Linked DNA regions of Mus musculus: regions 1 and 3 are each linked to region 2. A link is a contact called in public promoter capture Hi-C data. All regions are on one chromosome and are shown on one strand. Each heading gives the region's core, a stretch centred on a gene start, on an enhancer-like site or on the middle of the called end of the contact. The rest is flanking DNA. Distances are from core to core; before and after follow the strand shown.

What was found. Promoter capture Hi-C pulls out the DNA fragments that hold promoters and counts their contacts.
Region 1: a promoter capture Hi-C map of liver shows a contact between it and region 2, with 4 times the contacts expected there. The contact joins the promoter of Dpysl4 here to the promoter of Kndc1 in region 2. A contact is called at or near these places in 5 of 39 promoter capture datasets (the 3T3-L1 cell line, the HPC-7 cell line, embryonic stem cells and 2 more), 2 of 484 Hi-C or Micro-C datasets (brain and embryonic stem cells) and 2 of 115 datasets of contacts at active chromatin or transcription factors (embryonic stem cells and stem cell-derived neural progenitor cells).
Region 3: a promoter capture Hi-C map of embryonic stem cells shows a contact between it and region 2, with 3 times the contacts expected there. The contact joins the promoter of Scgb1c1 here to the promoter of Kndc1 in region 2. A contact is called at or near these places in 5 of 39 promoter capture datasets (cranial neural crest, embryonic stem cells and maxillary cranial neural crest), 2 of 115 datasets of contacts at active chromatin or transcription factors (embryonic forebrain and embryonic stem cells) and 1 of 9 other capture datasets (liver).

Annotation. Positions count from the first base shown.
Region 1 is chr7:139,084,708-139,087,407 of GRCm38.p6, reverse strand. Dpysl4 (dihydropyrimidinase-like 4) reads right to left here and starts at 1,407. Exons shown (of 14, transcript NM_011993.4): 1 at 1,247-1,407. The coding sequence starts at 1,285.
Region 2 is chr7:139,893,361-139,896,089 of GRCm38.p6, reverse strand. Kndc1 (kinase non-catalytic C-lobe domain (KIND) containing 1) reads right to left here and starts at 1,394. Exons shown (of 31, transcript NM_177261.4): 1 at 802-1,394. The coding sequence starts at 903.
Region 3 is chr7:140,844,312-140,847,011 of GRCm38.p6, reverse strand. It overlaps Scgb1c1 (secretoglobin, family 1C, member 1), which reads right to left and starts at 1,447. Exons shown (of 3, transcript NM_001099742.1): 1 at 1,381-1,447; 2 at 765-964; 3 at 243-412. The coding sequence starts at 1,435. The coding sequence ends at 380. It overlaps C330022C24Rik (RIKEN cDNA C330022C24 gene), which reads left to right and starts at 1,323. Exons shown (of 4, transcript NR_045717.1): 1 at 1,323-1,629.

The sequences.
Region 1 (2,700 bases), core at 158-2,657, 810 kb after region 2:
GATAACTCAGCCCTTAGGAGGAATCTCTGAGCCAGAAATCTTGAGTTCTGGGGGTCCTTATTTAGACTCCTATTTTCAGGCACCAGAATTTGCACTCTGGGGTTCCCCGGATTTGGGGGAGCAAGCAATACTGTGATATACACTATCTAGATGAATGGGAATTCCAGTGAGCCCTCTCTCTTTTCATGAACACTGCTTGACTAGGCAGGAGACTGCTACCTCCATCTCTACTCACTGCCAGCTAGCTGGTGGGACTTTTCCCTCAGGCCTGGACCCCTAGGAACAGTAGGCAGCCAAAAGGCAGGAACTACTTTTGGTTCCTCTAATAGGAGAAGAGGACTCCCCGTAGAAGGCTAGGGAGCTGACCTCTCCAACAGCCTGATTAGACTCCAGAGCTCTTATGATGAGAACAAGTCTAGAGCTTTTTAAAGACCTCCCGGAGCCCGCGACCTGGTCCAGCTGATCCCAGCTCCCTTTCCCTTCCCCCGAGGCTTCCAGCAGCCCCATTGGGAAGGCTTTGTTTCCTGGCCGGCAGGGTGGACACACTGACCTCTCACTTTCTGCGTGTCTGTATTGAGGAGGTCTGTTCTGAAAGGGGGCTCTGTAGGGATGTTGGTTTCAGTGGTCAGTTAGTACTCACCTCTCCGTGGAGTCTCCGAACCCGGCTTCGTGCAGGGGCTCGGGGCCTCCAGGGACATCAGATCTACTAGCCAGGGCTAAATCGCTTTGTCTCGGACAAAGCGCTAGAGACACGAAAGCGGCGCGCCCAGGGGGTAGACGGCCACGGGCTGCTCTGGGAGCAGCTTCGGACGTCCGAGTGCCTTGAGGCCCCGGGGCCAACAAAGGCTGTGTCCGCCGGGCGTCCTGGAGACAGAGCTCCAGGCAATGTCCACTTGAACCCCATCCGCCACACGCTAGACCCAGCAGGAGGCCGGCCACCTATGCTCCGGCTAGCAGGCCGCTCGCGTACCCGGCCTCTCCAAGCGGATCACCGGATTCCGGAGAGCTGGCGGGGCCGCGGGCCTGTGCGCCGACTGCGCAAAGGGTTCCGCGCGGCCTGGAGAGCTCTCTCCGCTGCTGGCGGCGCGCGAAGGAGAGGGCAGAAAAGGTGGCGCTGGGCTGGGGACTGGAGCAGGTGTGGGACTCACGGACAGGGCCGGGAGGGTCGTCCGTTGAGCGTGCAAGCCAAGCCACTCCCGCCGTGGGCAAGGGGCGCAGACGCAGCGAGGGCGGGGGCCCGACTCACCGTTATCCGGGGAATGCTCTTCTTGCCTTGGAAGGACATCCTGATACACGGGCGGGCTGAGTGTCCTCGGTAGGGGCTGCGCGGGCGTGGACGTACCGACGAGGACACGCGCGGAGCTTAGGAAGTCCGAGTGTGAGCTAGCCCGGCTCTGGGCTCCGATTAGCTTATTTGCATCCAGGCCCCGCCCACCGACCGTCATTTGCATCCGGGCCCCTCCCCCTTGCTCCCGTTTGTGCTGGTTTGCTTGGAAATCTTTCCCTTTTCCTTTTCTTTTCCTTCCCTCTCTCCCTCCCTTCCCCAAGAGCATCCTGGAGGCCACAGGCTGGGACCACTGCACCCCGGTCCACCTGTGCGGAGTAGAGAAGGATGACTTACGACCTGTCAGGACCATCACTTATGAAGTTTGCAATCAGGGAATGACAGGAGAAGAGTTACCTGGCCAGCCTGGCCGCACCTAGCCTTGTTCTGTGGTGGCCCGAGGCATCCTAGGCTCCAGGGTTCAAAACTAATTCTCACATCTAGGTGGAGGAGCCAAAATCTAGCCTAGCATCTCTAGCAGAATCCATACATATTCAAGGAATGGTTCCGGGTTGGAGCGCAATCCCCTAGCCTGGTGTGACCGCGGGACTAGGGAGTGGTGATGCCTAGGCCAAACTGTTCCTTGGCAGGTCACACCAGTCTAAGGTAGGAGGTGGGTAGTCATTGAAGTGGCAGAGAGAAACAACCAAGACAAAGATGAAAGGGCTGGACTGGACACTGCCAGGGAAGACCGAAGAGGAGACTCTGTAGAGAAATCCAGGTGGGACCAGGACCGATAGCTAGCCAAGCTTCCTGCCCCAAACCTGAGTCCTACTTCCTTTACCTGCTGAGGCCTGCAGACTGGGGCCACATTGGGCAGGCCCCAGGGACAGGTTGCGTTGGCTGGATCATCTCTGCCTGGCTCTTTGGGGGCCCTGTGGTTCCTGGTGTAGCTCACCAACCTGAGGACTTCTTCAGGCTGTCGGGTGGTGCATCCATCGATAGCTCTTATTTTCCAAGACATCCTCCGCACAGCAGAAGAAAACACCAAGCTTAAGCCCAGCCAGAGGCTTCACAGACATGCAGGGTAGGGCCGGCTATCACAGTGGGAGTAGGATATTTGCAGCCAGGTGACCCCAACCCCTAGCATGAGGCCTGCATGTGGAATGGGGCAGTGCTGCAACCTCTTGGGCCCCCTCGGAGCCCACATAAGCCTTTCTGTACTGATGCTGTCCATAAACAGAGGGTGCTGAAAGCGTTGGGCCAGGCCAGAGGCACCAACTGTCCTGAAGAACCCTGGCGACTTGCCCTCAGGACACAACTTCCACCCCACTCCCAGAAGGCAGGGCAAGAGCTGTGAAGCTGGTGTCTACTCCAAGTGCTGTGGCAGCATCCATGCTGGACCATGATGCATCCATGCTGGACCATGATGCATC
Region 2 (2,729 bases), core at 145-2,644:
GGAAGGGAAGAGCTGCCAGGGCCTGGTGCTGCAGACCACACAGGCTTATGCTTCAGGAGGATTCTGGCTAACTTTCACTCATCTGCTGGCCAGACCAGCTGCAAAGGCTGGTGGAGGGTCTCTAGCACCAGGGTATTTCAGGGACTAAAGAATGGTGTATTCTTTACAGGGACTCCAGAGCCTGGTTTGGAGGAGCTCCTCAAAGGTCCTGTATTCTTGAGGGAGCTCAAGATACCCCCGGGAGCATTTTTTTGGGGGGGGCTGCTTGCCATGCTTTTTCAAAACATGGAGTTTGTGCATGACCATTGTTTGGGGGCTTAGGGAAGGGGTCCCTCGCTTCTCCAACCAAGAGGGGCTCTGTGTAGCTCCAGCCACTCTGTACTAGAGGCTCTCAGGGAACTTGGGGGAGGAAGGTTTTTCCAGAGAAGGAAGAACCCTCAATGATGGGAAGGGGTCTCACTGGCCATTCCTAAGCTCATCTGCTTCAACACCTGGCCAGCTGTGGAGGTCAGGTGTGTCCCTATTGTCCCTACCTGCCAGAATCTTCACCCTCCCCCCCCCAATTCTGTTCAAGGATTAAAACCAAGAGCCCATTCCTCCAGTAGCCAACTTTACAGGGACAGTCCCATTGCTGTCCCATATAGCATTCCAGCTGTTCTGTGGCGGGTGGGGCTGAGGACAGGATCCCCTAGCAGTTGCTACTATGAGGGGCCAGAATCTATGCAGCAGAAGAGCTGTGTTCCACCCACTTCTTTTCCCCACCCCTTTTCTGGAGCAGGTGGGCTTCTGGGACGGGCTCACCTCATCCTCCGGCAGGGTGGGGAGCGGCTCGAAGTCGTAGAAGTCCAAGTCCTTGCCATCTTCCTCGTAGAAGCCCCGGGAGGCTGGGTCCATGGCCTGCATCTTGGCGCTCAGCAGGGCCTGCGCGCAGGTTGCAACTCTGGCCCTGGACAGAGCTCCGGTCTGGGATCCCCTCCCCAGCAGGTTTTCTCTGGGTCAGATCCCCTCTCTGGCGGGTCCTTTCCCGGGCAGATCCCGGTCCAAGCTGGCTGCCGCCTCTGAGCCTGCCGGGCTGAGCTGGGCACCGCCAGCTACGCGCGCCCGGCCGCCATGGCAACGCGCCCGCTGCCTGCCGCAGTGTCGCCAAACGGTGGCGCGGGGACGCCTGGGGCGGGGCCGGGGGTGGCTCCCTGAGGGCCGTGGTCACTGGCGGGCCGGGGCCGAGTTTGGGCTCCGCAGATGTCTTCAACTACGTCAGCCTCCGGGGTGCACCCTGCGCCTGCCTGCGCTGTCTGTGACAGTTCGGGGCGGAGCCACTCCGCGCAGCGGCCATCCTAGGGGTCTGCACCTACCTAGACTGAGGGTACCAAGGCTGAGCCCACCTAGATCACACTGGTCCTCAGGACTTTCGCAGTTCCCGCCCCACCCAACCCAGGGGCGGGGTTGCTGCAGTCACCTCCAGTGGCAGCCACGGACTGGGGCAGGTACTGGGTTCTTTAGCTCCTGGAGTCTTTTCCTTGGCTGGGTCCAGTGATGGGCAGAGAATCAGAGTTCATTCACCACAAGCACAGCAAAGGACTACATGGCTCTCCCAAACTTGGCAAAGGACAGACATAGAACCCCTTCCACAGGCTAGTGTTTTTGTTTCTGACAGTCTTTACAACCTTAGCTGGCAGAACTATGGACCACAGCTCCTGAAGCACACTGTAGGTCAGATCGGCTCCTGGCATTGCTGGCTCTATCCCTAGAGCCTAGACTGATCAGACATAATAGTAGACACTCTGCTATGCGCTCCTTGAGTGAAGGAGGGTGGGTTTGTAACTGGTCATGCAGAGTCCAAGGATACAACGCAGTTAGGGATGCTAATTCTCAACAGCCTGCCCTTAGGGCTTCCAATTATTAGCTATTCAAGAGCTTGCAGCCAGGGTAGGTGATGGAAGGTACTGGAAACTTGAGTTGGAGAACAGACATCTCACAGGTCTGCTCACTCCTCCAACACTGTTTTGGGTCAGAAGGGGGCAGATGTGACCAGCAGACACTGTTTGGACTCCCGGGCTTTAGCTGCAACCTGTCTCCGGGCTCTAGATAGATGGCTGAGCCCTGTGCCTCAGTCCGCTGCTTTGGGCCAAGCTGACTCCTTCCTTTGTTCAAGCTTTGATGCTTCTCAGCCACCTTTTCCTCCATGTGCTGCCCTGGTCTGTGCTCTCCTAACCTGTTCTCCACCCAGCCTATACACTTCCAGCCTGTCCTCTCCCTGGTCTGTGCTCCCCAGCCTGTCCTCCCCCTGGTCTGTGCTCCCCAGTCTGTCTTCCCCTGGTCTGTGCTCCCCAACCTGTTCTCTACCCAGCCTGTACACTTCCAGCCTATCCTCTCCTTGTTGTGTGCTCCCCAGCCTGTCCTCCACCCACCCTGTGCTCCCCAGCCTGTCCTCCACTCAGCCTGTACACTCCCAGGCTGTCCTCTGCCCAGCTTGTGCTCCCCAGCCTGTCCTCCACCCAGCCTGTACACTTCCAGCCTGTCTTCCACCCAGCCTGTCCTCCACCCAGCCTGTGCTCCCCAGCCTGTTCTTCAATCCACTCCCTCCAGCCCGTGCTCCCTTAGTTTATCCTCCTCTGTAGGCTGTGATGCCCTCAGCTTGTGCTCCTCCAGCCACGCTCTTATCCCAGTCTGTGCTCCCTACAAAAGGTGCTCCCAAGTCTGTGCTCCTCTGTAGCCTATGTTGTCCTGAG
Region 3 (2,700 bases), core at 198-2,697, 950 kb before region 2:
TATTATTATTTTTTTTATGCATAAGCCCTGCCAGCCTGCCTTTCTGTGTTAGGCTCCTTTTATCCCCATCCTTCCTAGATAGCTCCCTGTGTTCACGTGGTTTCCCGAGGCCGACCTCACACATTGCTTCCGGAAAGTGACCTTGCATTATGAGTTTGCATCTTTTGGTTTATCTCTCAGGGTGCCTCTGATAGGACTTTTTGTGTGTCCCTGTGTTGCAGGGAGAGAGAGAAGCCAGCACATGGGCTGCAGTAGGCTTTATTGATTTAACAGTTCGAGGGTGAATTTATTCGTGAAGAAGCAGTGATCGCGGCACATCCATGGTCGCTGTAGGGCTGGTCCTGTCGCTCATGGAAGTCAAGCCGTGTTTCGGGTCTGCTTATGTGTCCTCTTGAGCATCTAGCACTTGCACCTGAAAGAGAGATGTGTGGGGACCAGGAGACCTGGTAACCAACAACCGGATCCCCCAGTCCCAGCGGCAGACAGTGCTGTGCACACCAGTGGAGGAGACAGACTCCTGAGCATGGTGACCCACCTCTCCTAGCACCCTGGGGAGGGGCTGTGTGCACATGTACTGCCTAGGTGGGATGTAGTTCTTTTGGGGTGGGGGAAGCAGTTCTAAGAGACTTTGGAAACTTCTCTGCGAGGTCTCCATCTCTGCTGGCTGATGGAGATCTGGGGATCGGGGAGGACTGGTGATCCAGCACCAGGAGGGTCTCGGAAGAACTGCAAACATTCGGGGATGGGAGTCCCAGCCCGATTACCAGCAGCTTGACCAGTTGCTCCTTATGCACAGGCTGTAGTTCATCGATGCAGGACTTGAGCTCGCTCAGCGCTGACTTGGCCATGTCATTGACATTGTACTTGCCCAGGGGCCCTTCGTAGAGTTCTTCCGGGGTCCCCACCAGGAGTGTTTGCAGGAATTCCATGAAAAACTCATTGTCATCCTCTGCTCTAGTCAGCCCTGTGTTGCAAAGGGGATACAATGCCGAGGGAGGGACTTGATCTCCTGTCCTTGTCTTTCTAGCACTCCCAGGTCAACCTGCAGATCCCTTCCCCATCACCACTAGTGGGAGCTGCTGTGGTTTCCCCCCTGACTTCCTGACCTCACCAGGGAAGAGAAGGGGGAGTTCTTCCCCTGGGCTAACTGGATCCAGAGGGTCAGGTCAAACCGGATTGCTCCAGGGTGGGCGGCATTGGCCTCGGTGGTTAGTTAGTGTTAGGTCAGGGTGGGTTGGGAGAGAACTGGTGTCAACAGATTTCCTGCACTTAGGGGGTGGGGTCTGTGACACTGGTAGGCATTGCCCACCTGATCCCAGGATTTCAGCCTCTTGGGGCCCCTTACCTACCGAAAGTGCTAGAAACAAGGCCCAGACTTACCACAGACGCAGAGCAGGCTTAGGGCCACCAGCAGAAGAGCGCTGCTCCCTTTCATGGTGACAGTCACAAGAACTGCTTGGGGGATACCAGGCTTTTATGCTGTAGAAGGTGGCACCTTGCCCGGGGGCGGGGCATACCTCTCAGGACCTGGCAGGACAACTGGGCCAGGCATGTCACTGTGCTCCATTAGGTGCCAAGAAGTGCCAAACTTGAGTGGATCATAAGGGGGCAGTTGGCAAACATGTCGGGGTAAGTGGAATACATCCTGGTCTGGGTAAACTTAGTGCTAGTTAACAGGGAGGAGTGCCAAAGGTCATGTGTGACCTCCCCGGTGCTCTGACAGCTTCTGGGATGCGTCTAGATCTTTGTGGTTGGGATCCCCCCCCCCCCCCTCCACCTGTGCTTAATGAGCTGCCTGTCCTAGTCCTCAGGCTGAGGCCACCCTACTGCTGCAGGTGGGAGAGGAGCCTGGGAACATGAGGTCAGAGGGGTGGGGGCCTCCCAGAGTGGAGGATGCTGAACCACCAGGAGGTCTGACGTTTGGAGGCAGTGTCCCGTGAGGTTGGGTGGCCTGAGAAGAGTTGCAGCTGCCTGTGGTCTCGCCTTCTCCTATCCTCTACTGCCACCTGGCGGCTTGATGGTTTTTCTTACACGGTGCTGGTTGCAGATCCGCCTGAGAATTTTGCAAAGCAGAATCCTCCTACCCCCTGTCAGAGTGGGTCTCATTATCCCATGTCTGAGCAGGGCATGATGGTGCCTTCATTACCCTACCCTTTCTTTGATTATACTTAGCCTTGCATATGCTCTGCCTGACATAGCCCCCAGATCCTTGCTCTAGCCCCTTTCAAGAACTGTTCCAGTGTTTGGGGTTCTTGCCTTCTTAGACTCCTGCCTATAATGAATATTCTCTAACCTTTGTTAGCATGAAACTAATCTATAGTGATGGGACCTGTTTCTGTGCATAAGTCTATGAATGTGGGACCGATTGTACAGTGCAGCGTCTGTCACCACAGTCAATAGGAGAGCAGATCAGCCTCTTAGTGCAGTGGCGCTCACCTCGGGTCATCTTTAACCTGTGGTTCTGGGGGCTACATAGATGGCTTAGTGAATCAGGGGGCTTGAGGCCAATCATGGCAACTTGAGTTTGATCTTCAGAGCTCACCTGATGGAAAAAGAGAACGGACTCTTGCAAGTAGCATCTCCAGGGGCTTGGCCTGGACACCTGTTTTGAGACCCCCCCTTTCATCCCCCCAAAATTCTGTCACAGAACTGACTGCTCCTTTAAAGACTCTCTGGCCCAGCTTCTGTCTCTTTACATTG